Linked DNA regions of Mus musculus: all the other regions are linked to region 4. A link is a contact called in public HiChIP or PLAC-seq and promoter capture Hi-C data. All regions are on one chromosome and are shown on one strand. The core of a region is the stretch at or near the end of the contact, and the rest is flanking DNA. Distances in the headings are between cores, read along the strand shown. Region 1 holds the start of Impdh2 (inosine monophosphate dehydrogenase 2). Region 2 holds the start of Qrich1 (glutamine-rich 1). Region 3 holds the start of Ccdc71 (coiled-coil domain containing 71). Region 4 holds the start of Dhx30 (DEAH (Asp-Glu-Ala-His) box polypeptide 30). Region 5 holds the start of Lamb2 (laminin, beta 2). Region 6 holds the start of Arih2 (ariadne RBR E3 ubiquitin protein ligase 2). Region 7 holds the start of Prkar2a (protein kinase, cAMP dependent regulatory, type II alpha).

What was found. Promoter capture Hi-C pulls out the DNA fragments that hold promoters and counts their contacts. HiChIP or PLAC-seq counts read pairs in DNA pulled down with a chosen protein or histone mark. Capture Hi-C pulls out chosen DNA fragments and counts their contacts.
Region 1: a promoter capture Hi-C map of hippocampal neurons shows a contact between it and region 4, with 3 times the contacts expected there. The contact joins the promoter of Impdh2 here to the promoter of Dhx30 in region 4. A contact is called at or near these places in 4 of 39 promoter capture datasets (the C10 cell line, cranial neural crest, hippocampal neurons and 1 more), 1 of 484 Hi-C or Micro-C datasets (B cells), 1 of 115 datasets of contacts at active chromatin or transcription factors (large pre-B cells) and 1 of 9 other capture datasets (liver).
Region 2: an H3K27ac HiChIP or PLAC-seq map of embryonic stem cells shows a contact between it and region 4, with 4 times the contacts expected there. The contact joins the promoter of Qrich1 here to the promoter of Dhx30 in region 4. A contact is called at or near these places in 8 of 39 promoter capture datasets (cranial neural crest, frontonasal cranial neural crest, liver and 4 more) and 3 of 115 datasets of contacts at active chromatin or transcription factors (astrocytes, embryonic forebrain and embryonic stem cells).
Region 3: a contact with region 4 is called in a promoter capture Hi-C map of pre-B cells. The contact joins the promoter of Ccdc71 here to the promoter of Dhx30 in region 4. A contact is called at or near these places in 5 of 39 promoter capture datasets (the C10 cell line, embryonic stem cells, liver and 2 more), 1 of 115 datasets of contacts at active chromatin or transcription factors (astrocytes) and 1 of 9 other capture datasets (macrophages).
Region 5: a contact with region 4 is called in a promoter capture Hi-C map of second pharyngeal arch cranial neural crest. The contact joins the promoter of Lamb2 here to the promoter of Dhx30 in region 4. A contact is called at or near these places in 7 of 39 promoter capture datasets (cranial neural crest, embryonic stem cells, hippocampal neurons and 4 more), 1 of 115 datasets of contacts at active chromatin or transcription factors (embryonic stem cells) and 1 of 9 other capture datasets (macrophages).
Region 6: an H3K27ac HiChIP or PLAC-seq map of embryonic stem cells shows a contact between it and region 4, with 5 times the contacts expected there. The contact joins the promoter of Arih2 here to the promoter of Dhx30 in region 4. A contact is called at or near these places in 3 of 39 promoter capture datasets (the C10 cell line, embryonic stem cells and hippocampal neurons), 1 of 484 Hi-C or Micro-C datasets (B cells), 3 of 115 datasets of contacts at active chromatin or transcription factors (embryonic stem cells and pro-B cells) and 3 of 9 other capture datasets (adipose tissue, liver and macrophages).
Region 7: a contact with region 4 is called in a promoter capture Hi-C map of liver, with 2.3 times the contacts expected there. The contact joins the promoter of Prkar2a here to the promoter of Dhx30 in region 4. A contact is called at or near these places in 5 of 39 promoter capture datasets (the 3T3-L1 cell line, the C10 cell line, cranial neural crest and 1 more), 2 of 115 datasets of contacts at active chromatin or transcription factors (astrocytes and microglia) and 2 of 9 other capture datasets (adipose tissue and liver).

What each region holds. Positions count from the first base shown.
Region 1 is chr9:108,558,656-108,562,158 of GRCm38.p6, forward strand. It overlaps Impdh2 (inosine monophosphate dehydrogenase 2), which reads left to right and starts at 1,781. Exons shown (of 14, transcript NM_011830.5): 1 at 1,781-1,976; 2 at 2,379-2,427; 3 at 2,942-3,043; 4 at 3,128-3,202. The coding sequence starts at 1,879. Qrich1 (glutamine-rich 1) reads left to right here. Exons shown (of 10, transcript NM_175143.5): 10 at 591-1,512. The coding sequence ends at 783.
Region 2 is chr9:108,515,459-108,518,862 of GRCm38.p6, forward strand. Qrich1 (glutamine-rich 1) reads left to right here and starts at 1,629. Exons shown (of 10, transcript NM_175143.5): 1 at 1,629-1,782. It overlaps Qars (glutaminyl-tRNA synthetase), which reads left to right. Exons shown (of 24, transcript NM_133794.2): 24 at 338-483. The coding sequence ends at 388.
Region 3 is chr9:108,458,546-108,461,895 of GRCm38.p6, forward strand. Ccdc71 (coiled-coil domain containing 71) reads left to right here and starts at 2,008. Exons shown (of 2, transcript NM_133744.5): 1 at 2,008-2,072. Gm51295 (predicted gene, 51295) reads left to right here and starts at 549; the gene lies at 549-615. It also overlaps a transcript of Klhdc8b not described here.
Region 4 is chr9:110,115,481-110,119,089 of GRCm38.p6, forward strand. Dhx30 (DEAH (Asp-Glu-Ala-His) box polypeptide 30) reads right to left here and starts at 2,136. Exons shown (of 23, transcript NM_001252682.1): 1 at 1,878-2,136; 2 at 11-102. It also overlaps Gm10615.
Region 5 is chr9:108,478,490-108,481,969 of GRCm38.p6, forward strand. Lamb2 (laminin, beta 2) reads left to right here and starts at 1,373. Exons shown (of 33, transcript NM_008483.3): 1 at 1,373-1,485; 2 at 1,569-1,654; 3 at 1,789-1,961; 4 at 2,049-2,184; 5 at 2,267-2,340; 6 at 2,745-2,933; 7 at 3,015-3,078; 8 at 3,319-3,480. The coding sequence starts at 1,570.
Region 6 is chr9:108,648,138-108,651,607 of GRCm38.p6, forward strand. Arih2 (ariadne RBR E3 ubiquitin protein ligase 2) reads right to left here and starts at 1,271. Exons shown (of 16, transcript NM_011790.5): 1 at 1,092-1,271.
Region 7 is chr9:108,690,444-108,693,892 of GRCm38.p6, forward strand. It overlaps Prkar2a (protein kinase, cAMP dependent regulatory, type II alpha), which reads left to right and starts at 1,700. Exons shown (of 11, transcript NM_008924.3): 1 at 1,700-2,269. The coding sequence starts at 2,014.

The DNA.
Region 1 (3,503 bases), core at 531-3,030, 1.6 Mb before region 4:
GAATAAAACCTTCAGTGAGTTCGTCACTCTTCTATAAGTGATGAACAATTTCCCAATGCACTTGCATTGCTATTTCATGTCTGCTGCTTGAAAAGCCCATAACCATACTTTACATCCAAGAGTTTTCCCTTTTCTGGACATTACTAGCAGCTCCAATAAAGCATATTTAGATCGCCTACCTTTGTCCTCAGCTATTTCCTCTGTCGCTCTTACCTAGTATCAGTTCTTACATATTTTTATAACATGTCAGGAACCCTGCCCACTTAATTAACATCTGTACCTAATATAAAGCTGACACATGTTCCTTAAATTTTGAGTGGATGAGGGAATGGCTGTGAGACTGTTGGAGCACGCTGAGTACTGAAGAGGTACTGAGTACTGAAGAGGTACTGAGCCCAGAGAAGGTGGTTATTGGCCTTTGCTGCTGAGTTAAAAACAATGTGGGTAAACAGCTGGAGCTAGGTCTTCTAGATGCTTATCTGCTGCCAATGGGATATAGATAGATTTAAGTAGTTCAACCTGAAATTGTTTGGGAGGCTCAAACAGGAAGGGTTAGAATTATGCTATTACTTACTGAAATTCTTCTTCAGCCCTCAGAGTGTGAAAGGCCGAAATGACACCTTTTACCTGACACCTGAGCCAGTTGTAGCTCCCAACAGCCCAATCTGGTACTCAGTCCAGCCTATCAGCAGAGAACAGATGGGACAGATGCTGACCCGGATCCTGGTTATACGAGAAATCCAAGAAGCCATTGCCGTGGCCAATGCAACCACCATGCACTGAGGTGCCTCAGCTATAGGAAAAAAGATCCAGGAAAAACCAGACAGACTTTCACACTAAAGGAGAGGCCTCCACATTTTTTTTTAATTTGTAGTTATGATGCTTTTCAGGCTACTTCTGTTCAAAATGTAAAAGACGATATTGCCCTCTTTGCATCTTCATAAAATGGGCAGACCCCTGGTTCATAGGGATCTGGGTTTTCTGAGAACCTGGTGTCCTAGGAAGTGGTTGGCTTTTTCTTTTCTCTTTTTTTCTTTTGTCTGGGGCGTGGGGAAAGGAACTTGGACTGTATGGAGAGATACAGACCCTTCCCTTCCTCAGGGAAGATGGAGCTGCTGATGCATCAGCCTGTCACTCGGAATCGGCAAACTTTACTGACCACTCAGAGCCACATTTGTTTTTTGTTTTTTGTTTTTTTTTTTTGTAATGCTCAGACATAAACTTAACATCTTGATGGAAGAAGAATAAGGGGAACTTCAATTATGATTTTTATCCAGACAATTTCTATTACACCCTTCTTTATGACAAGTGACATAAAAGTTAAAGTAAAAACTTTACCATGCGCTTTTTTTTTTTTTTGGCCTAACATTGAGGCCTTAAAAATGAGGCTCCTGTGCCTGATGGAATTCTTGTAACATACACTTGTGTATCATATAAAGATACCACTCTTTCTCTTATGTATTCTTATTCTAGTTGTTTATTAAGAATGACAAGCACGTCTTTTCAACAAGCTACTGGAGAACGTGTCTTTATTTGGGGGAGGAGCTCTGCGGGGGCGGGGGAGTGGAAACAAAACTTAATTGAATGGGCCTGGATCCTGCTGTGGTGGGATGCGGGGAGGGGTGGGACAGGAAACAGGCCTTTGGCCTTGGGCCTGTGAGCTCGATAAGCACGTGGTTACCCAGCTCTGCCAGCTCCGCCTCTATACGGGGCGTGGCCCTCAGTACGCACGCCCTACGCCTGGCGTCATCGACGCACGCAACGTGTGACGGAATAATCTAGTTTATATTGGCGCGGTCCGGACGGCAGAGGCCTCTGCGGCGCGGTCCTCGGAGCGGCGCGGTTCTCGGAGCCACGCGTCTGTCTTCCTCCGTGGTCATGGCGGACTACCTGATTAGCGGAGGCACCTCTTACGTGCCGGACGACGGGCTCACAGCGCAGCAGCTCTTCAACTGCGGGGACGGCCTCACCTACAAGTGCGGGTCTAGGGCACCCATCGGGGCGAGGCGAGGGGCCGCACGCTGGCGAGAAGGCCGGATGAGGGAGGGCTTCATTGAAACTGGTGGGAGCGGATGGGGAACAGAATCCGGGAATTCCTTATCGCCGAAGACTAACTTCGACATATGTGAAGCAGGGGCAGGGGTTTAGAGGGTGATTTCAATAGTATTTAATACTTGAGTCGTGAGACACAGTTCTCTGGATATGTGGAATATGTTAGCGTGCACTAATGACACCTCGGTGGCATCCACCCAGTGACATTTTGCCTGTGTCACACTTGCTGGTACAACTCCCTGCTCAAGAGTTTTATGGGATGATATATGGAGTTGAAGTTTCTTGGTGTCACAAGCCTGAGAGACCTGCTTATTTCCCTCCTACAGTGATTTTCTCATTCTTCCTGGGTATATCGACTTCACTGCAGATCAGGTGGTGAGTAATAAGGCACTGGATTTTTGGTTTGGGGGGTTCCTTTTTTTTTTTTTTTTTTTTCTGAGACAGGGTTTCTCTGTATAGCCCTGGCTGTCCTGGAACTCACTCTGTAGACCAGGCTGGCCTTGAACTCAGAAATCCGCCTGCCTCTGCCTCCCAAGTGCTGGGATTAAAGGCGTGCGCTACTTCTGCCTGGCTCTATTTTGTTTTTGAGACAGCCTGCCTACATTACTTTGGCTGTTCCAGAAGTGGTTTTGTTGACCCTAATTATTAGTGTCAACGCTCAGTCTTGTTTCTGAGTGGGTACTGTTATTACAGTAGGCATGTGCCCCTGTACCCACTCTAGGAACTGGATTGGTAAATATCTAGGAGGGGTAAGATGCTGCTGTTCGTTACTGTGAGCTTACTGCACCAGGCTAGGCTTTGTGGTGAACATGGCAGCTCACCCAGGGCTCCTGGGATGGACCCTGAGGAATAAGCTGTATTTTCCTTTGCTGGTCCTTTTTCTCCTCAGGACTTGACGTCTGCTCTAACTAAGAAGATTACACTAAAGACCCCATTGGTTTCCTCACCCATGGACACTGTCACAGAGGCTGGAATGGCCATCGCGATGGCGGTAAGGCTTGAGCGCCATGGGTGCCATCTTATAGCCAAAGATTGTGTTTCTGTTTTATCACTTACTTGTGTGTTCGTCTTGTAGCTTACAGGAGGTATTGGTTTCATCCACCACAACTGCACACCTGAATTCCAGGCCAATGAAGTTCGGAAAGTGAAGGTTAGAAGGCCAAGCATCATGGCCAAGAGTTGCTGGGAATTAGAGGCGTGGGGTGGAAGTGGAGGGTTTGTTTTGCTAAGCGTCCTTTCTCCTGCTGTGAGCTTCAGCTACTGAGGAGGAAGACCCAAGACCCCATTTCTTAGCTAGAGCACGCACGGTGCTTCCAGACCCCCTATGTCCATGTTTGAGCATTTCATTTCATTTGTTTCCGTGGCTCTGCTATACAGGACACTTAGGCATGGACCTCATCCTTTAGAACAGGGGCCTGATGACAGTGATATCAAAGATACAGTGACCTTCT
Region 2 (3,404 bases), core at 379-2,878, 1.6 Mb before region 4:
GAGGGCATCAGATCCCATTACAGATGGTTGTGAGCCATCATGTTGTGAATTGAACTCAGAACCTCTGGAAGAGCAGTCGGTGCTCTCAACTGCTGAGCCACCTCTCCAGCCCCGGCCCTAACTTTTTTACTCTTCAAAGTAGCAGGCAAGCTTAGAGTTTGTCATAATCCTCATGAAACTAAGGCACAGCACAGGCATCTAGTCCTTTATCTGAAATTACAGAGTTATTGACAACCTTGGTACCTCACCTCCATGATACCTCACCTCCTAGGTGATGAAGGGGAAGTAAGAAGCCCGGTTCGGGGTTGTTGGTCATTTTTCTTCTACTGCCTTTCAGATTGTCTTCAACCGAACTGTCACACTAAAAGAAGACCCAGGCAAAATATGAACTGAATACATGTGGCCCTACCTCATCCTGGAGGCTGGGGGTGCCCTTCAGCACTCCACACTCCGTTTCAATAAAGAATAACTAAATCCCTCTGGCGTCTCTCTGTTGTCTGCCTTTCTAATATCTGAGGACCCTGGAGAAATAGTTTGTTAGCTGGCAGTGGTGGGTCTCATATGTCTTCTGGAAGAATGCACTTCCCCAGAAAAGAGCCAGCCACAAAGTCACTACTGCACTTGGTTCTCAAAGGCAGGTGCATGGCTGGAATTAGCTCAGCACTTACTATGATAAACCTGAGAACCCCAGAGATGCTGTTGCACAGTCACCAGTCCTATGGAGGGATCTAGGTTTGTGTCTTTGTGGCTAGAGATCAAGAGACACATGACCCCCCGTGTGATCATTTAGAAAAAAGCCCTGTCAACTATTTAAGCATAGTGAGATAAATCATGAATGCTGTTGTGGCCTTTCCAGTTTGGGGACCCCAGCAAACTCCCTGGATGTCTATACGGTGCTGAGATGAGATTCCTGGCTATGCTGGCCCTTGGATTGGACCCCGTCTCAGAAATTGACTTCTGAAGAATTTGAAGATTAGAGTTTGCTAGGACAGGAACAAGTGCAGAAGGCACTAAGGTTTGCCCCAGACTGAGGGCCCCCTGGGTTGCTGGGAGCTTCTGGTGAGGCTGTAGGTGAGTGCCTGCAGCTTTAAAGCCTTCCACATTTTCCCTGTATACAAACACTAGGCTACCCAAGGCCTGCTTTAAGGTGGACCTGACTGTGGCAAAGCGATCTCAGATGAGAGGTGGTGCTGGGGGTTCCTGAAGCTGTTTTCTCCCGTGCACTAACGCCCCGAGCGCTTCCCAGGCGCGGCACAATGGTTAAAGCTGCGCCCAGTTCAGGGGTTTGAAAGGGGGCCACCTTAACCACGAGGCCGAGCTAGGCCCGGCCCCGCCTCGCGTGGAACTGTGCAACTAGAGGAGGCGCTAGCGGGACACCGTAGGTGGCTTCAAAAAGCATGCTTTCAGACCCAGGGCAGGGGCAAAATACCCCTGGATGCTGAACCCCGGGCCTAAGCCCCGCCCCGCATGGAGGGGTGCCCATGGGCGTGGCGCTCCTTCCCACAACGAGGGGTACGCTCTCCACTCCAACCGGTTCCCTCTGTGGCTGCAGCGTTCCCTTTAAGCCTGGCAGGCAGCTCTCGCGGGATCCGACGCTCCGGTTCTCGCGAGAAGGGCCTTCGGCTCCCATTGGCCGTGAGGGCTGAATGTAAGATGGCGCCCAGGGAGCTGTGAGGAGAAAATCCTGTCGGTCTCGGAGCGGCGACGGCAGAACCGAGGCCCCGGGCGGTGAAGCGGGGCCGGCGGGTAGAACGGAGGCAGCGGCGGCGGTGACGTCGCCGGGTGAGGGCTCTGGTGAGGGCGGGGACGCAGCAAGGCTCTGGCTCGAAGGCGGCAGGCCCACCCTACACAACGGCGGGCGGGCGGGGGCGGGCGGGCCGCTGCCGCTGGGCCCAGGCGACCTCAGGGCGGCTTCAGAGCGGAGAACGTCCCTCGGCTCGCGAGCCTCCGCCCCACGGGTGGGGGAGGGGCGGGCCTGAGGGGCGGGTGGGCGCGGCGCACGGGGGCGCGCGGAGGCGCGCGCGCACGAGCGTGGCTTTTTTTTTTCTTTTTTTTTTTTTTCTCATTTTTCTGCGCGCGCGCGTGCGTTATCGTGCGCGCTGTGCGGTCCTCTCGTTGCGCGTAGCCGCCCGACGTGCGCGTCCCCGTTGGCTCTCAGCTGTGGCCCGTGGGCTAGAACGGCTTCCGGGGCGCGCGCCACCCCGCGACCCCCCGGTTTTGCGGCGCGCGCCCTGCTGTTGGTCGCTCACGCTGTCCGGAGTGCGCGCCGGACGCCCCTTCCAAGAGGAGGGCAGACGGGCGGGCGGGCGAGCGGCCTGGCGGACGACCGACCTGCCGACTGGGGAAGGTTGAGGGTTGGGCCCTTGTCCTCGTGACGTCCGGGGCAGCGGTGGCCTAGGTCTGCGGAGAAACATAGCGGCTTTGCGGTCTGGCTTGCGGCTCCGCTCCTCCGGGAGGCGGACAGGAGTGCTCGTACTAACTGAAGAATGCTGTTACTTAAGCGAGGCCCAAGGACTGGGTGGGTGCTTGGGGAGGGTGCTGCTCTGCTTGGGAAACCGAGTCCTGCTGGCCGGAGAGGGCATTGGGTCCCCATGGGTTTCCTCACCTTGTACTGGTGCTTTGTGCTGAGGAGAGAAGGTTACCATTACCAGGCCCCGCTTTTCTTCCATTAGAACCGATTCTTCCATAAGCGCAGTTGATACACGTCACCTCTGTGCGCTCCGGAAAGAGATCCTCCTCTGTATATGGTATCAAACTCTCGGAGCTCTAAAATTCCGCTTTAAATCCTCACTTAAATGCAGCCTCCCCCCCCCCTTTTTTTTTTCCACCTCCGCGTGGGTGGGAGGGGCTTGCCTTTCTGTTCTTGATAAGGGCTGTTTCTTAACCTTGATTAACTTGATCAATGCTTTGCCGGTTTTTTTCTTTGTAATTTCTAAAATGTCCAGCAAAAATTTCTAAAATCTGCCTGTCACTATAAAAACTATGTAACTGAAGTTCTTCTCAGCTTTTTTTTTTCTTTCCACATTTTGTTTCAGTGCTGTGATCTTCTATCTAGGAAATTCTAGGTTTGTGATGGAGAAATACACAGCTCTTTTTTTCTAAGACAAAACATCTGCTAGTTTATTTTTACAATTTTGTTACATTAAGCCTGAGGAAAAGCAAGCTAAAAGGATTTTTATTCCTTTTAGTAGCAACCAAACTTTGATAGTAATGACTTTTTTTTAATATACTGTATTTTTTTAAGAACAAAGTTAAAACTTAAAAAGAGGCTGAGGATGGAAGGAACTTCTTTGTTCTATCTTCTTCAGAATGTTAGAAGTCTTAAGAACTCAGGACAAGCAGCAGACATACATGCAACATGGTGACTGGTGAGTTAAAAATCATTCATACGCTGGAAGTATGTG
Region 3 (3,350 bases), core at 758-3,257, 1.7 Mb before region 4:
GATTTGAACTCAGGACCTCTGGAAGAGCAGTCAGTGCTCTTAACCGCTGAGCCATCTCTCCAGCCCCGGCTCTGGCTTTTCAAAGTAGGACCTATTAAAGCAAATCTTTCCCAAACTGTATCTTAACCCACCTGGTCAACCAGTTGTCTCCGATAAGATGGATGTGGCTTCACCTCACCAATGACCATGGAAGATGTCAAGTAGAGAGCAAGGGATGGACCATGGAAATGCCTCAGGTGTCTTCCCACCTCAACCTCGCTGCCTCAGGTTACGCCGATGTAGAGCCAGCAGCTGTCAAGAACCAGGTCAAGTGACAGCTGTGCTCTGATGAGAGTCCCACATCAGTTGTAACACCAAGGTGTATCCCCCTTTGATAGCTAGGTTCCCTCACTTTCACCGTTCCCTCAGTAGCCATAGAGAGAAGGAACAGAGAGAGAATGGACCCAGCCTTCTTGTCCTCCATTTTGCTCTGACCTCTGGGTTTGATAATGCAAGAGAGGAATCTCCTTCTAGGGCACATTTGGCCTGCTAGAGCACATCTGGCCTGCTACTATGCCTGGAAGGCACCAAGCTCTGCCTCTTGGCAGAAGTGGCTTCTGTTTGCATAGTTATGGCTCATCCTGGTGTAGGTCCATAAGGCCCTTTTTCTCTACCAAGAGAAATGACTGGAGGTACTGACCCCAGACTGCCCGCAGATTTTGTGGTTCCTCTTGGGTACTTGGCTACCCAGAAACTGTCAGGAGTCTCCTGTCGGTGCCAAAGCTCTGAGAAGTAAACAGGCATCAAGTGAGGCCTTGGGTATTGATGGGTGGTTGATACTTATCTTTAAAGATGACAGATCCCTCTACATAGGCTGGGAAACACAGAACAGCTAAGGATCTTTCAGTCGTACAAAAGAGGAAGAAGGCTAGTATCCAGCTCCCACATGAAGCACTTCAAACACCCTTGTCTACCTACCCCAAACTCTTAGACAGGTCCAGATGCCTTCACTCCCTCATCCATGAAACCAAAGCTTTCCTGATGCCTCCTAAACTGGACTAGGAAGCATCTGACAAGGGGGTCCTTTCCTTAAAGCTGTGAAGCCAGGCATGGCAGCACATGCCACCTTTGATCCCAGGAATCCAGGGCTATGTAGGGATACACTGTCTCCAAAAAGGACAAGGTTTGGAAAATATGCTGACTGTTCATCTGAGGTCTCAGATTCCTAGAGTTAGTTTTAACCTGTGTCCTCAAATACTGCTGAGGAGAGGGCTCTGTAACTAACCATCTTGTGTTGTCTACAGGACATAGGTAGGACTGAGTTTGCAATCTCTTTGCCAACAGAGCCAACGGATTCTGGGCACTGTAACGACTGAAAAGTGTTACTTTGTGCCATTCGAGGTGCTTTGGCTGAGCCAGATCTTGGCACTCCACTGTGTATACATACCTGAGCAAGTATATTCAGGCCCACATTGATGTACTGTGACTTACAGACTGGCCATCTACAGCCCCAGGCTGCTGTGTATTACTTGTGCCTACATGTATATACCAGCTTTTCATGCAGTGTGCCAGGGTTAAGCCCATTCTCAGGAGAGGAGCGCCTGCTACTCTTTCAGGAAGTACTTGTGTGGTGAAACAAGGGGACTTTCCTGAGATAATCCCTGTCAGGCACACTCTCTTCTGATCAGGTGCCAGAGAAAGAGTAAGGTCCTGGGGTGTAGAATAGCATAGAGCTTGCCAGGAGTCACTTTGACTCCTATATTACCAGGACATTTTAGAAAAGTGGTCCTTAGTCCAATCCTGACTGGGATCCTGTGACTTTTGCCTTCTATGTGCACAGGCTCCCATACTGGATCAGATAGGTTTGGACTTGTCACCTCCGAGGCCACCCCCTCCAGGCAGCCCTCCGAAGTACTCAACCTGCTCCGCCCCCAGACTTGGGGGGGGAGGGGAGAGTTCTAGGGGTCAAGGGTCACCAGGCGGGCTAGATCCCGGAAGCGGAAGCACGGTGTACTTCCGGCGCGCAGCAGGCGGCCATGTTGGAGCGGCGGAGGCGGCGCAGAGGTGCGTCCTGGGTCCCCGCGGCGGCGCCGGTAGGTTGGAGCCGCGGGCCTAGCGGTGGTGCGGAGTGGCTGCCCATGAGGCCACAGGGCGGCAGGGCGAAGGGACTGGGTGGCCGGCCCTTCCGGGATCCTCATTTTCCCAGGGCTTGGCCGAGACACCCCACCCCTACCCAGGACCCCACCCTGGGGGTTCTGAGGATCCTGTCGGGCGACCACTGCCCACCTTACACATTTCGCCGCCGCCGTAACCCCGACTCCCCGTCGCCGTTCAGGCCCCGGGGCCTCGGTCTCCCCGCCTGAGGGCCCCGATCTGCCCCTGATCCCAGTCCGCCCGATTAGTATGCCCGCCCCCAGTCTTCTGTCAACTTCCTGTGCTGGCCCCAAAGGAATGTGTGAAGGCAAAAGTCAGCCTGGCTGCAGCCTCTGTTTACAAAGCTTCTTGAGAGCCAAGAAGCACCCTCCCTCCCATGGGCTCAGAATGACCTAGGCAAAGAGCCCCTTGGTCCCCGCCCCGTAATATGAGCGCCGGAGGTTTGGGGTGGGAGGTAGGTCGTCCCCCTCTGTCCTACAGTTCATAGCCCACCCATTCAAAACATAAATAAATAAATAAATAAATAAATGAAAGCATTAACTTGGATTGTACTTGAAGAGCATCCTCTGGGGAGGGGAAGTGCCTCAGACACCTGAGGATCCAAGAATGTTTCCAAACAAAGAGCCCCAGGGCACTTTCTCCGGGGAGTCTGAGGACTGTGTGTCTGCTTCATTAGAGCTGTGCAGAGCGGCGGCACAGACGGGCTCCTAGACTCCAGGGACCTGTCTCATCCCAGCTGATCTTTTAACGCTCCGGTGCAGCTGGGGAATTTACCTTTTGACTCGGGAAGCCCTCAGATGCTGCGTTGGAGTGCTGGGTGTAACTTCTGAGTGACAGCCATGGCTTCCTTAAGGAAGCATAGGACGATTTGAGTGGTCCCAGACAGCTGCATCTGTTGGGACCACTAACATCTAAGGTCTGTTGCCTTTTAAGCGCTACGGCTTGGCCTACCTTCCTAGTTGGAATCTTTCCCTGTCCTTTGTCGTCAAACCTTGAACTCCTTGGTCTCGTTGCCTGGTCTCTTGCTTGCCTTAGAGATGTTTGCAACTGTCTTTTTTTTTTGGGCGGGTCTGTGTCTTATATTGGGTTTGAACTCCAAGACTAGAGCTAGGAATCAGGTCACTGAGTATCCTGTCTATAGACTCTGGTAAGGAGATGAGCCACCCCCTGCACTGGAACGTTGGCAGTTGGATGAACAGTGGTGGGGTGGACATCAG
Region 4 (3,609 bases), core at 886-3,385:
GTCACCTTACCTTATAAAAGCAGGGAGGGGCTCTGATTTTGCAGGCTTTTAAACTGGAGCTGAATTCTCTCCTTGCTATTCCTCATCACGAGGCTGGGCCTCCTGGAAAATAACAAGGTAAGGTCACTGGACTGGCAACCTTCACTCAGAGGCAAAACTATACCAATCATAGACATCAATGTACTAACTTTAAAAAGGTTTAACACAATAGCCTCACTCAAGAGGCCCCTGACCAGTTCTAGACCCACCAAATGTGAACTGTGCCACAGAGCATCCCTAAGAAAATGTTAAGAATCGCTTCTCGGCCTTTTGGCTAAGATCAAGTGAAGGAAATGTTAAGAACATTTTCTCCAAGCTCAGAGCAAAAGCCCCTTTGCTTTTCTAATCCCATAATGGCTATAATACCAATCTATCTAAAATGATACTTCCAGACTGGGAAAATTATACCCTCAAAATTCTCAAAAACATTTTTACAGTTTACAAAGAACGCCCATAGACTTGACCTCATGTAATCCCTGAAGCTAGCCTATGAAGAACATTCTCTCCCGGAGAAAGAAACTGAAGCACAGATATCTAATTTACCCAGGATCCCATAGCATCAGGACCGAATGAACTCTGACCCCATGGTTTACACGTTTCTATTACACGACTTTTCTTACATATCAACCTGTATTCTGCATATATCATGTTCATTTTTTGAAAGAATAAGTGGGGTCCAAAACTGGATAAAACTTTTTGGACTATAGCTTCATAAATTAAAATATTGAAAAGTTTGATCTTTGGGTGTCAGGTGGGGTACACCTACATAGAAACTTTGTCAAAGAATATATAAATGTAGAAGTAAAAAGCATTATCATAAATCTAAATAATAATATATAATAAAATCAGGAAAGAGTTCTCCTGCCTGGAAATGTCAGACTCTGAGATTTAAGTATAAATTATAAGATGTAGTCAAGAGGTGCATGGCACATGGCGCTGGGGTCACTGCATTCCAAGAAACCGTTGCAAGGAAAATCATTAGAAAAGGTGTAATTTTACTCTGGCCAGTAGGTTGCATCCAAAAACAAGTTGAGACCTTGCAGCTGGACGGCAGCAGTTTATTTGCTACCATGCATGGCGAACACCCATGAACTGGGGGTTGTAAGGTGAACAGTCTCTGCATTGGAAAGCCGCAATTAAAAGACCAATATTGCTTACACAAGGACTATCTAGAAAGCACATAGACGCTGTACTCTTGGCTTGAGGATTCTGAAGACCCCTGGGAACTCCACTTCACTGCAAACAAAGGACCCACCATGCATTAGGTCTTCCCCTGCAAAATGGGACAAGTCACTACCAGCAAACAAAGAACACCTCACCCCTTAGCCTCCCCCACTGACAAGGTCGGTGCAAAAGGAGGCAAACCAGAAGAGTCAAAAATGCACCAAGGCCTCCCTTTAGAGGAACGGTCCTGACCCGCACAGTGGGAGGAGGGGCAGACAAAGGTCTCGGGCACTCCGGAGACTTCCTCCGGGCCCAGCCTGGGGAAAACCGAGCATCCCCTGAGGCGAAGGCGTCGTCGAGCCAATGAAGCCGCCTCTCTCGGCCTCCGCTGAGCCCCTGGCAGTGAGGCCCGCCCCGGCGGACCGGTCTGGCCCCCGCCCCGCCCCGGCTCCATGGCAACGGCAGGCCGAGGCCTGGCTGCCCACGGCTCGGCCCGGCCGGCTTCCCGGGCAGGCCTAGGATGCCCGGCCTGCTCCTCGGGCTCGCCAGCTCCTCCTTCCCACTCTCTGCCAGGCCGCTAGCCGGACTCGGGACCCCTCCTCGCGCCGACCACCCCCGACCGTGTCAGGCTGCTTCAAGGGGCGCGAAAGGGTAGAATAAAAAGCCCAATTCACCTGTTGTTACAGATGTGAAACAAGCCTCGGTGCACGGCGCATGAGCCGCGGGCCCCCCCAACTACGGCCGGACTACAACTCCCACCAGCGACGGCGCGGTCTCTTCCGGGTCCCGAGGCGGAAGTCCCACCTGCGGCCCCGGCTCTGTTCGGCCTGGCTCTCTGTGCGGGCTGCCGCTGCCTTGGGGCTCGCGATGGGTTCGGCTGCCTAGGTTGTCTCTAGTGTTCCTCAGCCCACAGCGCGAGACAGTCAGTCTGCGCCTGCACCCGGGCACTGGCTGGAGGGAGCGCGGCTGTAGCCCCAGACACAGGCGGGACTTCCGGCGGAGCGGCCGGGGACGCGCGTGGCCTGTGCCGTGGGAGCCGGCGAGAGCCGGCGGGAGCTGGGGACGGGTGACCATCTCAGGCTCATCTCTCCATCCCCAGCCGCAGCTCTGTGTCCGTCGCGCCTTTTCTCTCCTGCGTCTCCCCTTGGTCTTCTGCACTTTTAGGGAGGTGAGCGATTTTGCCTCACAGAGACATAAACCAGGCAAAGGACAGGGTAGCGCTTGCTGCTGGCTTCGGGGGGTTGTGGTGAGGGACGACTGCGAGTCTAGGCCACATCGACACTCAGGAGCGAGGGGAGGGGGTTTGCCTGTTTGTCCTCTGAACAGAGTGAAGCATGGGTTCAATGAAATCCGCCGTCGATAAAGGAAACTCAGTGGCGTTGGGCAGTAGTTCACAGCTGGGAAGACAATATTTGAGGATGTGCCCTTTCGTGATATTTGGAGAACTAATACAATAGCTCGTAATTTAAAACAGACGAAGAAAATTCTATGTGCATGTGTGTGGTACCAAGTGACATGGCATCAGATCCTTGGAAGCTGGAGTTACAGGCTGTTGTCGGCCAGCTGTTATCTTAGGTTTTTTATTGCTGAGGTAAAAATACCACTTCTCACCTTATAGGTGACAACCTGCCACTGAGTAATGTCATATCAGGAATGGAAACAAAAGACATGGAGGAACCCTTGCTTACTGCCTCATGGCTGATACAACAGCCCCAGAATTTACTATCTCCCCAGGGGAGGCACCCTCCCAAAACCTCCACCCTGCCTAAAAGCCAGATTGGTGGGGGCAGTTTCTCAATTGTGGTTCTCTCTACCCAAATGACTATAGCTTGTGTCAAATCAACCAAAACACACACAACAACAAAACTACTAATCAGGCAAGTGTTCATAACCACTGAACCATATCTCCAGTCCGTTTTCCTATGCTATTTTTTGTGCAGCCATTTAAATGTATTGTTAGCTGTGTGCCACAGCACAGGTGACTTCAGCTGGTCCGAAGCTGGAGCAAGACAACTGGGAATTAGAAGCCAACCAGGATTGCATAGCAAGAAATGCTTCTAAACCTAGCATTCTGGAGACAGAGACATGCAGATCTCTGATCTGAAGAGTTCCAGGCCAGTCAGCGCAACATAGACCCTGTTTCAAATGAAGACGGAAAGAAAAGGAAGGAAGGAAAGTATACTAGTTGCTATTTTCCTGCTAGATTGCACAGAAGGCTAGGAGAAATGAAGGAGGTGAAACAAAGAATTGCTTCTTGAAAACAAAACATAGAAATCCCTGCAGTGCCCAACATGTTTGGTACATACTTGGAATCCCTATAGAAACAGGATCTTCAAGGCAAGCTTCATATAGACCAGTTTGAGTTATCCAAGACTGGATCTCGAACAGGCAAACAAATCCTTGTGC
Region 5 (3,480 bases), core at 123-2,622, 1.6 Mb before region 4:
TATACAAAGAAACCCTGTCTCGAAATAAATAAATAAATAAATAAATAAATAACCCTGTCTCTAAATAAATAAATAAATAAATATGACTCTATGATGTCCCTCATTGGCCGTCTAACCTTGAGACTAGAACTATCATGTAACTCCCTCTAATGCCCTTAGCCCCATCCTGCCCCTTTATCGAGTGATCTAAAATTCTGACCTATCACCTCTAGCATACCAGAGCTTCCCTAGATTGCTCACAGGACTCCTCTAGGTGACAGGAGAGTCTACTCTAGTGACAGGGAAAATCAGCGGATTGACTGCCCCGCCCCCATCCTCCTTTGTGAGGCGGAAAGTTTCCTCTGAACTTTCAGCTTTCCCACAGGCGCCTGCAGCTTCCAGTAATCTTTGCTTGATCTCCAGCAGTCTGTTCATAGCGGTGGCACTCAAAGCAAGCCGTACGGACCTGAACCCACCCTCTTCCCGCCTGAAGTCCCAGGGGTCTGGGTGGGGCGCGCGCCTAGTGGGTGCGCGCATTCCAACCCTCCGCTCCCGGGCTGCCAGGCGACTGGAAAGTCCGGCGTGGATAAATAGTCACAAGATTCGGATTCACTTGTTGCTGGTGGTCCAGAGTCTGTCACCCAGAACCCATCCTCTGGGTAACTGAGTAGCCACAGCCCATTTTAATCAGGAAACAGGCAACCTTTCTCGCAACCCATTTGCTGGAGTGCTTATGGACGGTCGAGTTCCTCGGAGTTCTGTTTCAGGCAGTAGTGCGTGGCCTTTCCAGTATCTCCGAGAGCTCAGTCCTAGTCTATCCTTTGGGGCGTCCTAAACCTTTCCACAGGTACAATAGAATTCTAGCTTGCACCTTTCCCATCCATCTCCCGACTGATGCTGTAACCCTGGGAGCCCCGCGGCTGATTTGTGGTTTCCATAGTGACACCAGGACAAAGGCCATAAGCTCCTTCCATCTGCCTTCCTGATACACAAAGATCACAAACCTCTCGATTTACCTCTGCCACCCGCCAACTCCACGAGCCCTCTTCCTGTCCCCTGAATGCCATGCTTGCCAGCAACCCCTGGTTCACATCGGGACTTAAGGGATCCGATGAAGATATGTGGACCAGGATGCTCTGTCTTTGAGCAGCCTACTCTAATTTCTTTTTGGATGCTCCCTTTTAGTTCCTCGAACTAAGCTGCTTCTTTGCTAAGTACACATCTGCTAAATAAACTTCAGCTTAAAAAGAAAGTGGATGAAGTAACCAAAGTCTGGTTCTTAGGATGAGGGTTGTCTGCAGCGGGCAGGGGTATGGTAGGGGGTGGGGTGCTATCCTCAGTTATAATCCTATTTTAGATCCACTCCGTGTTTTACTTCCTTCCCTTGCTTTCCAACTTTACTCAAAGTCGTCAGAGTCTCTCAGATTGTGGAGGAGTGACTGCTAGGTCCGACCCTGGACAGATTGAGGGCCTGGAGGGACACCAGCCCAGTACCCACACGGTCGGGTCAGCATCAGCCCCAAGGGAGGTGGTGGGCTTTCGTCTGTGGACTCTTTATCTCTCTTTATCTCTATTTTACTTTTCTTCAGGATGGAGTGGGCCTCAGGAGAACCAGGGAGGGGCAGGCAGGGACAGCCTTTGCCATGGGAACTTCGCTTGGGCCTACTTCTAAGTGGTGAGGGGGCCTGGTGAGGCCTAAGGTTGTGGGATGTGATGGTAGGTCCAGGGGTGGCAGGCTGTTCCCAGGGGCCCAAGGGATGGGGCTAGTCACCAGGAGTCCTGCTGAGCTGATTGACCCACTGTCCTCAGTGCTGGCTGCCACATTGGCCCAGGCCCCGTCCTTGGATGTACCTGGCTGTTCTCGAGGAAGCTGCTATCCAGCCACCGGTGACCTGTTGGTGGGCCGTGCGGACAGACTGACGGCCTCATCCACGTGTGGCTTGCATAGCCCTCAACCCTACTGTATTGTCAGTCACCTGCAGGTGCTTCTGGGGCCCCAGAGGAGAGGGCTGGGTCAGGGTGGGGTCGGCCCCAGCTAAGGTACCTATCCTACACTCCACCCAATCCAGGACGAAAAGAAGTGTTTCCTGTGTGACTCCCGACGTCCCTTCTCTGCTCGAGACAACCCAAATAGTCATCGGATCCAGAATGTAGTCACCAGCTTTGCGCCACAACGCCGGACAGCCTGGTGGCAATCGGAGAACGGTGAGCCCCTGAGTAGGTCATCAGGATGACTAGGGCTTGTAACCAGTAACCGCAGAACCTTGACCCCCTATTCCTGCTGCAGGGGTTCCAATGGTCACCATCCAACTGGACCTGGAAGCTGAGTTTCATTTCACCCACCTCATTATGACGTTCAAGGTGCCTGCGCGTCAGCGAACCCGCCTGATTTTGCTTTGCTTCTCAGTACCCCCTAACAGAGTCCTAGCTCTACAACGAAGCTTCCCTGAGCTCCTGTGTTGTGCTCTATGTGTGAAGCATGGTCACGTCCTGCATGGCTTCCATAGTTGAACACCTCTGCACATGCTCTCTTGTGCCCCATTCCTAGGCTAAGTCAGATACAGTCTCTCTGGGTCTCGTGGTATTTTAACCTGCCTGTCAGAGGTGGCTGTCCTCCCTGGTCTGATCATGGTCTGGCTTTCCTAGTCTTTCCCATGTGTCTGAGATGCTCAGCAGTGATCATGACTAAGCAGAGCTCTCCGTAACCTAGGCTGGACTGAAGTCCTGGTTCCTGCTAGTCAGACATGTCCTCCTTCCCCATCCAGACGTTCCGGCCTGCTGCTATGCTGGTGGAGCGTTCTGCAGACTTTGGCCGCACCTGGCACGTGTACCGATATTTTTCCTATGACTGCGGGGCTGACTTCCCGGGAATCCCACTGGCCCCGCCACGTCGCTGGGATGATGTAGTGTGTGAGTCCCGCTACTCAGAAATCGAGCCGTCTACGGAAGGCGAGGTAAGGGCTGGGACCCAGCTAGTGGGGTCTGTGATGGACGTGAAGCGAGGTTCATTATCTGTGGACTTCTTGCCCTGCTAGGTCATCTATCGTGTGCTGGACCCTGCTATTCCTATCCCAGACCCCTACAGCTCACGGATTCAGAGTGAGTGTTCTACTATGGAGATTGGCACAGTCTCAGTGTCCGGATGGGGACTATTTGGGGCCTCAGTAACTATTTTAGGTGCTTCCTAGGGCAAATGCCAAGCCCAGTTTAGCTCTGGGAGCAATAGAAAAGAGGTCTCCCAAGGTGACCTTGGCAGCTGCAACCAATGGTGGCACTGGTGGGGACGAGGCAACAAGGGGCCACCTGCTTAGTTGGACGAGACCCTCTTCCCTTTCTTAGACCTGTTGAAGATCACCAACCTACGAGTGAACTTAACCCGGCTTCACACACTGGGAGACAACTTGCTTGACCCACGGAGGGAGATCCGGGAAAAATACTATTATGCTCTCTATGAACTTGTCATCCGTGGCAACTGCTTCTGCTATGGCCACGCCTCACAGT
Region 6 (3,470 bases), core at 21-2,520, 1.5 Mb before region 4:
TACAAAAGGATAAAGACCTTTTAGTTTGAAGTTGACAGGAACACAAAAAAATTGGCTAGTCGCACAGATGTTTAACTCCAGTTGTAACACTTGGCCCTCAGTAGTCATTTATTAACTACATTTCGAAGAAAACTTCTTGGCTGAAAAATATGAATCAGCAACTTGTTTAAAAACTCAGCAGCATCCCGGGCGTGGTAGTGCAAGCCTTCAATGCCAGCACTTGAGAGGCAGAAGCAGGTGAGTTCGAGTTCGGCCCAGTCTACACAGTGAGTTCCTTGACAGCCATGACTATGTAGACACTGTCTAAAAACAACCAACTCGACACCGCATCTGTCCTAATAATGGCAGGTAGCCGCCGATTACATGGAGTTATTGAAAGTTAGTTTACTTTTAAAAAGTCAAATGTAGTTTCTCAGATATACTAACTACATACATGTCAACACGAAAGCCGTGTGTGGCTTAATGGCTACCATACTGAACAGCAAAGGTCTAGAACGTGTTCGTCGCCGACAGAAAGTTCTACGAGACAGAGTAACAAACAGAAGAACTAAGGCGAGCTCGTCCGAGAACACCACCGCCTCTCTTGAGGCTAGACCAGTGGCGTCGGGCGTGACCGGTCGCACGTCTCTGCGAGGCGCCCCGGTCTTCGCGCGGACACGGAACCCACGCGCGGGGAGGCCCTTTCCCAGGACGGGCGTTAACAAACAGTGCGGCTGGCGCTGCCAAAGCTCCCAACCACCAGAGAAACGGGGAGCCTCCGAGGCGGTGCGTTCGCCTGGAGCGCCCAGAAGGGCAGGCCCGAGCGCACCCGAGCCTCGCGGGCCAGAGGCCCTGGCCTCCGACCTCTCGGGGAGCTAAAGAGCCAACGAGGAAGAGGAACCCAGGAGAGACGCCAGGCACCCGCCGGCGCGGGCTGTCGCCTCCGGGAGTGCCTATCAGTCGGCGGGGAACGTCGGGACCTGGGACGGCCCGGCCTCGCAAGCGGCGGCGAAGGCGGAGCCCGGACCGCGCCGGCGAAACGCGCGGGGATCCCCCCCCTCCCGGCGGCCAGTCAAGAGTAAACAAGGCCTCGACTCCCGCCGCGCACTTACCGGGAGCCGCGACCTCGCGGCCGCAGAGCCCAGGCCGGCCGGACCAGGTCAAGCCAGACCAAACCAGGCTGACGGAGGCGTAGCGGCAGCGGAGGCAGCCGGCGGACGCGGCTCAGGCCCGCGCAGCTTCCTCCGGCAGAGCCGTCCCCCGCAGCTCCGGAAGTGTTCTGCGCCGCGCGTCACTTCCGGTAGGGGTCGACCTGCGGTCGCCCTGGAGGCTCCCAGGCTTCTGACGACTGCGTAGTCGGTTGGAATCGCTTCCTCACCATCCTCTAGCGAGAGCCCCTGGGAGGAACTACTGAGCGTTCGCTTTTGAAGGAATGATGTAGGAATTTGTTTCCTGCGTTATAGCCTACCAGTGTCTTTATTCGATAGTTAGTTTTAGGTTTTCTTGCGTGTATTTTGTGTGTGTCGCACGGCTCGCGTGCAGAAGAGGTCAGAGGACAATTTTCCGGGAGCAGTTTTTCTCCTTCCACCATGTGGGTTTCGAGGATCAAACACTTGTCAGGCGTGGCAGTAAGCGCTTTTTACCCACTGAGCCATCAGACCCTTAGATGAGGTATTTTTAGCTTTTTTTTTTTTTTTTTCCCCTGACCAGACGTCTACCCACTTCACTGTTTATACTCTGACGAACAGCGTGAGAAGACATTCTGGCAACACTGGAGTAGGTTAAAAAGATCATAGTTTCCGGGCAACTATGGTTTGACATGAGCCATACTCGGAATTTCTACGTACGTTAGGAGGAAGTTCTGGCCCATGAGCAATCAGACTTTAGTTTCTCATGACACTATCCCCCTAGCCACCCACTTCTCCGACTTCCACTCACCTTCACGACGGGTATTTTTTGTTTGGTGTGGTTATATTTAGAAGCAACTCACTATATAGCCAAGGCTGGTTTGCCTTGCTAGATTACCAGACCCAGAGATTCATACATCGTAAGTGTTTCGCTGCACAACTTCTACCCACGATATAGACTGCATTAGGACTCCAGTCACCAAGTTCTGGTCACCAAGCCTTGTTGTGGACTGATAGGAGGCTCGCTCAAGTAGCAACTCCATCGAGATGTTAATTACTGGAGTGAAGCCAGAGGCACTGTGAGGTAAATCAATGTTCGTGCAAATCTGTAGATAACCTAGTTCTACCTTTTCTGGAGTGTATGTATTGGTATTCAAGACACCCGGAAAAGTGAGGCAGAAAGAAAAAAGACCGTGTAATAGCCTCTTTTATGTAATTCTTGGAAAAAATATAACTGAAGAGACTTGGGAGTTGGCTGGGCCATTAAGAGCTCTTGCTGTTCTCTCCAGAAACCTGAGGTCCTTGCCCACTATTGATAATGTCCAGGGGATCCGAAGCCCTCTTTGAACCTCTTCCGGCACACACATACTTGTAAACAGAAAATTAAAAAAAAAATTTTTTTTTCTTTTTTGAGAAAAGTTCTCACTATATATCCCTGGATAACCTGAAGCTCTGTACAGACCTAAAACTTACAAACTCACATGTGTGCAGCCACACAATCTACTTAAAATATCTACAAATTTGGGTCATGAATCAAAATCAGGGGTAATCAAATGTTGAAAGTCGCTAGAACAAGAATAGCACTTGGGGTGCAAAGGCTAGGGGAATCATTGAAAGTTCCAGGCCTCGGGAGGCAGAGGCAGGTGGATTTCTGAGTTCAAGGCCAGCCTGGTCTACAGAATGAGTTCCAGGACAGCCAGGACTGCACAGAGAAAAAAAAAAAAAAAAAAAAAGAAAGTAAGTTCCAGGCCAACCTGGTCTACATACTAAGTGCCAGGCTGCCCAACAAGGCAGCCAGAGGTACATGATCAGTAATTATCTTTAACAACAACAAAAAAAGTAGCTGGGCAGTGGTGACACACGCCTTTAATCCCAGCACTTGGGAGACAGAGGCAGGCAGATTTCTGAGTTTGAGGCCAGCCTGGTCTACAGAGTGAGTTCTAGGACATCCAGGGCTATACAGAGAAACCCTGTCTCAAAAAACAAAAAACAAAAAAACAAAACAAAAAAACTGTGCCACTTGCTTTTACAGAGAAGATTCACGTCAATTGATAAAATGTCTTCATTAAATTGGCCTGTAACGAAGACATTTTCTTGATTAATGATTGATGTAGGAGGATCCAGCCCACTATCAACAGTGCCATCTCTGGATGGGTGGTCCTGGCAGTAAAAGATTGGAAACTAAAGCTAGGCAGTGGTGGCACATGCCTTTAATCCTAGCACTTAGGAGGTAGATAGAGCTCTGAGTTCCAGCAAGACCATCCTGGTCTGTGAATCAAGTTCCAGGACAGCCAGGGCTACACAGAGAGACTATATCTTGAGAGAAAGAGAGAGAGAGAGAGAGAGAGAGAGAGAGAGCGCTCA
Region 7 (3,449 bases), core at 450-2,949, 1.4 Mb before region 4:
AGATTTGAATCCTGGAAAACTTTTAAGAGTTGGCTAGACTGGGCCGTGGTGGTGCACATCTAATCCCAGCACTCAGGAGACAGATCTCTGAGTTCAAGGTCAACCTGCTCTAAAAAGTGAGTTCCAGAACAGCCAGGACTACACAGAGAAATCCTGTTTTGAAAAACCAAACCAACAACCTCTCCCCTCCTCCCATACCCCCCCAAAAAGAGCCAGTCTGCTCAAGAGAAGACCCATCTCCACTGTGTTGCTTTGCTTTTTTGTTTTTGATTTGAGATAGTTTCATGTAACCCAGGCTAGACTTGAATTATGTAGCAGCTTTGAAAGAAATGATACATATTATGAGACTGAAGTCAGGAGAGCAGTTTCTGCTTCTTTTGTTGCTGAAATGTATCATTTGTTCCTTCTTCATTCATTCATTCATTCATTCAGTCTTCACAAGTATGCTGTCAGTGCCTCCAGCCAGCATGCTGGATACTGCTTCGCCGCCACTCAACATACATTCAGGGACACATAGCTGTTTGTAGTCTCAGGTCTACCTAGCTTACAGCCTGGACTGGCCCCTACATTGAGTACCTCAGTAAGGTGTTCCCCTGTCACCATACACAGCTCAGTTCCCAGCAGCCTGAGGTTTTGGGTTTGTGCCAGGCCTTTATGGGCGGTGCTAGTGGAGATCTTAATTAATACTGGTTAATTACCAGGTGGTGCTTAACAATCCCAATACCCTTCAGGTTCCCAAGCTCACGAGTTGCTGGCTGGTTCCGGCAGGGAGAGGGAGAACAGTATTCTCGCTGGCTCTTTGGCCAGCACCTAGGCTGGATATTCCAGAAAGGTCTGTAACTTCTTTTGTTCAAGTTTGGTGACAGGAGGAAACAAGTTGAGGAACAGCAGGTGCCTCTCTAGTTCACCTCTGCCCTCTTCCCAAAGGCAAAAGACAACACGGTCTGTGGTCTGCTCAACTTCACCAAGTAGTGTGGCCCAGGGTTGAGTGGGGAGGAAGGAGGACTCTAAGTCTAGGCCTGAAGACCAAGATGGAAGTGTCCAAAAGGAGGAACAAGCCCCGAGGTCTGTCCAGCTCCTGGCATTATTCTGCTTTCTTACTGCCCACAATCGGCTGAGCGAGCTCTTTCAGGGTTATTTCTCTGCTTGAGGCTCACAAGTGACTATCTCACTGAAACTTTTACTTCCTACAAAGCCTTCCCCCTTTGACATCTCACGACGTCATATTAGACTCCTTAGGACCTCAGGCAGTCAGGCACGCATCGTTCTACCTGTCAGTCAAGGTGGTTCTTCTGACTTGACTAGGTCTTTGTTCCTGTTGTACAGGACTTTCCTCCAGATCGTTCTCTGGGCAAACCTGCTCAGTACTTTAGGCTTAGCATTAATGTCGTTCCCTAGAGTAAGCCCTCTGGCCCTCCACTAGAGCAGGGGTCAAGGTGAGGTGGTCCTGTGTCACTTCAGTGACCCTGGCACTCCTTTAAGAGGCTCGCAGCATGCTCCGAAAGCATGAGTGAAAGGTTTTTGTGACCAGGCGAGACGCACTAACCAGCCCGCCTCGCAGCCGGGCCACTCTTTCCTCATCTCCGGGGCCTCCCGCACCTTGACCATGGGCTGCTCCGAGAGCGGGAGGCTCAGCGGCGCACGCGCACTCTGGGCCAGCTCCTGGCCGGGGACGCGCACGCCCGCGGCCGCGTGCGTCACAACCCGGGCGCCTGCCGCGCCCGTCCAGCTTGCCTGCCCGGCGGTCCCCGCGGCGGCGGCGGCGCGGCGGCGGCAGCGGCGGCGGCTGCGGCCGGGTGACAACAGCAGCGGCGCCAGGCTGGCTTGCTAGCGGAAGGGTCGCGCGGCCCGCACAACAAACTCAGACCCGGCCAGAATAAGGCGCGACGCGAGGAAGGCCGAGACGGGCCGCGCGGGAGACCGCGGGCGCGGAGTGACAGGCCGGCGTGAGGGAGCGCGCAGGTTGCAGCCGCCGGCCGCCCGGACCCGCCGGGCCCCTCGGACGTCGCAGGCATGAGCCACATCCAGATCCCCGCGGGGCTCACGGAGCTGCTGCAGGGCTACACCGTGGAGGTGCTTCGGCAGCAGCCGCCCGACCTCGTCGACTTCGCGGTGGAGTACTTCACACGCCTGCGCGAGGCCCGCCGCCAGGAATCAGACACGTTCATCGTCTCCCCGACGACCTTTCACACGCAGGAGTCCAGCGCAGTCCCCGTCATCGAGGAGGACGGGGAGAGTGACTCGGACTCGGAAGATGCCGATCTGGAAGGTAGGCGGGCGGGGCAAGGCCGAGGTGCGATGTGGGCACCGAGTGAAGGGTTCAGGGAGGGACCCGAGGGCCGACCAGGGGTGCCCTGGGCTCGGCTCCCGGCCTTACCCTGGGCCGAGACCCGAGAGCTCTCCAGCCCAGCTGCTTGGGTTCCCCGGCGTGTGAGCATTCCAAATTGAGCTCCGCGGTTCTCTGAGCCCGAGCGTTCACGGAGAGTGATTTGTCAGATTCTGCCTTGAATGAAGCGTGCGCGTTCTTTGGTCCGCGTGGTGGCGCGGAGCTTGAGTCGGTCCCGCCAGAAGCTGCTCTGCCTCTTTGCCTTAGACCCCATAGCCTGCTTGCTTTCCGAAGACAAGAGCACCAGCACCCGGCAGCTCGCCCCGAATAAACCGGATGATCATTTCATTTGCAAAGAATTCCGTTTTGGAAGAGTTATTGCTGAAAACTGTTGGAGACGAGGCCGATCGCCTTGATTAAGCAGGAACTCAGTAGGTAGTTCAAGCTGACCTCGAACTTGGGGTCAACTATCTACCTCTGCCTCAATGAAAACCTTATAAGCATACACATAAGAGGAACGATGAGCTGAGCCCCTCCCTAAATGCTGTCACTCACATTCAGTAGCTGAACCTCCTCCCCCAATACTGCCTGCCGCTCACATTCAACAGTTATCAATATTTTCACTATTGTTTTACCTATATATATATTTCCTCTCTCCCTTTGCTCAAGTATGTAAAGGAAATTTCAGTTATGCCATTTTATTCGTGTCCAGTTAATTATGCGTTCCTCCTTCTCTTCCTCCTCCTCCTCCTCCAAGTTTCGATATGGTTAAAACAATTGAATCAAACTGGCGAGCATAATCAATACCTCGATTCCAGTGTTGATTGCAGGGAAGTATACAAGTAACATTCTACTCATTTGATTTAAGTAAGACTGTCAAAGAGCAATTTTATTTCCTCGGTTGCTTCCACTTATGCTTTATTAACATAATAGAGTTAGCCTGCTTTAATTGTTTTAATTTTAATTAATCCCCCCCCCCTTTTTTTTGAGACAAAGTCTCACTGTGTAGCCTTGGATGATGTAGACCAAATTGGCTTTGACCTCATGAGATCTGCCTGCCTCTGCCTCCTGAGTAGTGCTGGGATTAAAAATGGGCAATCTATGCCCAACACCGGCAGATTTA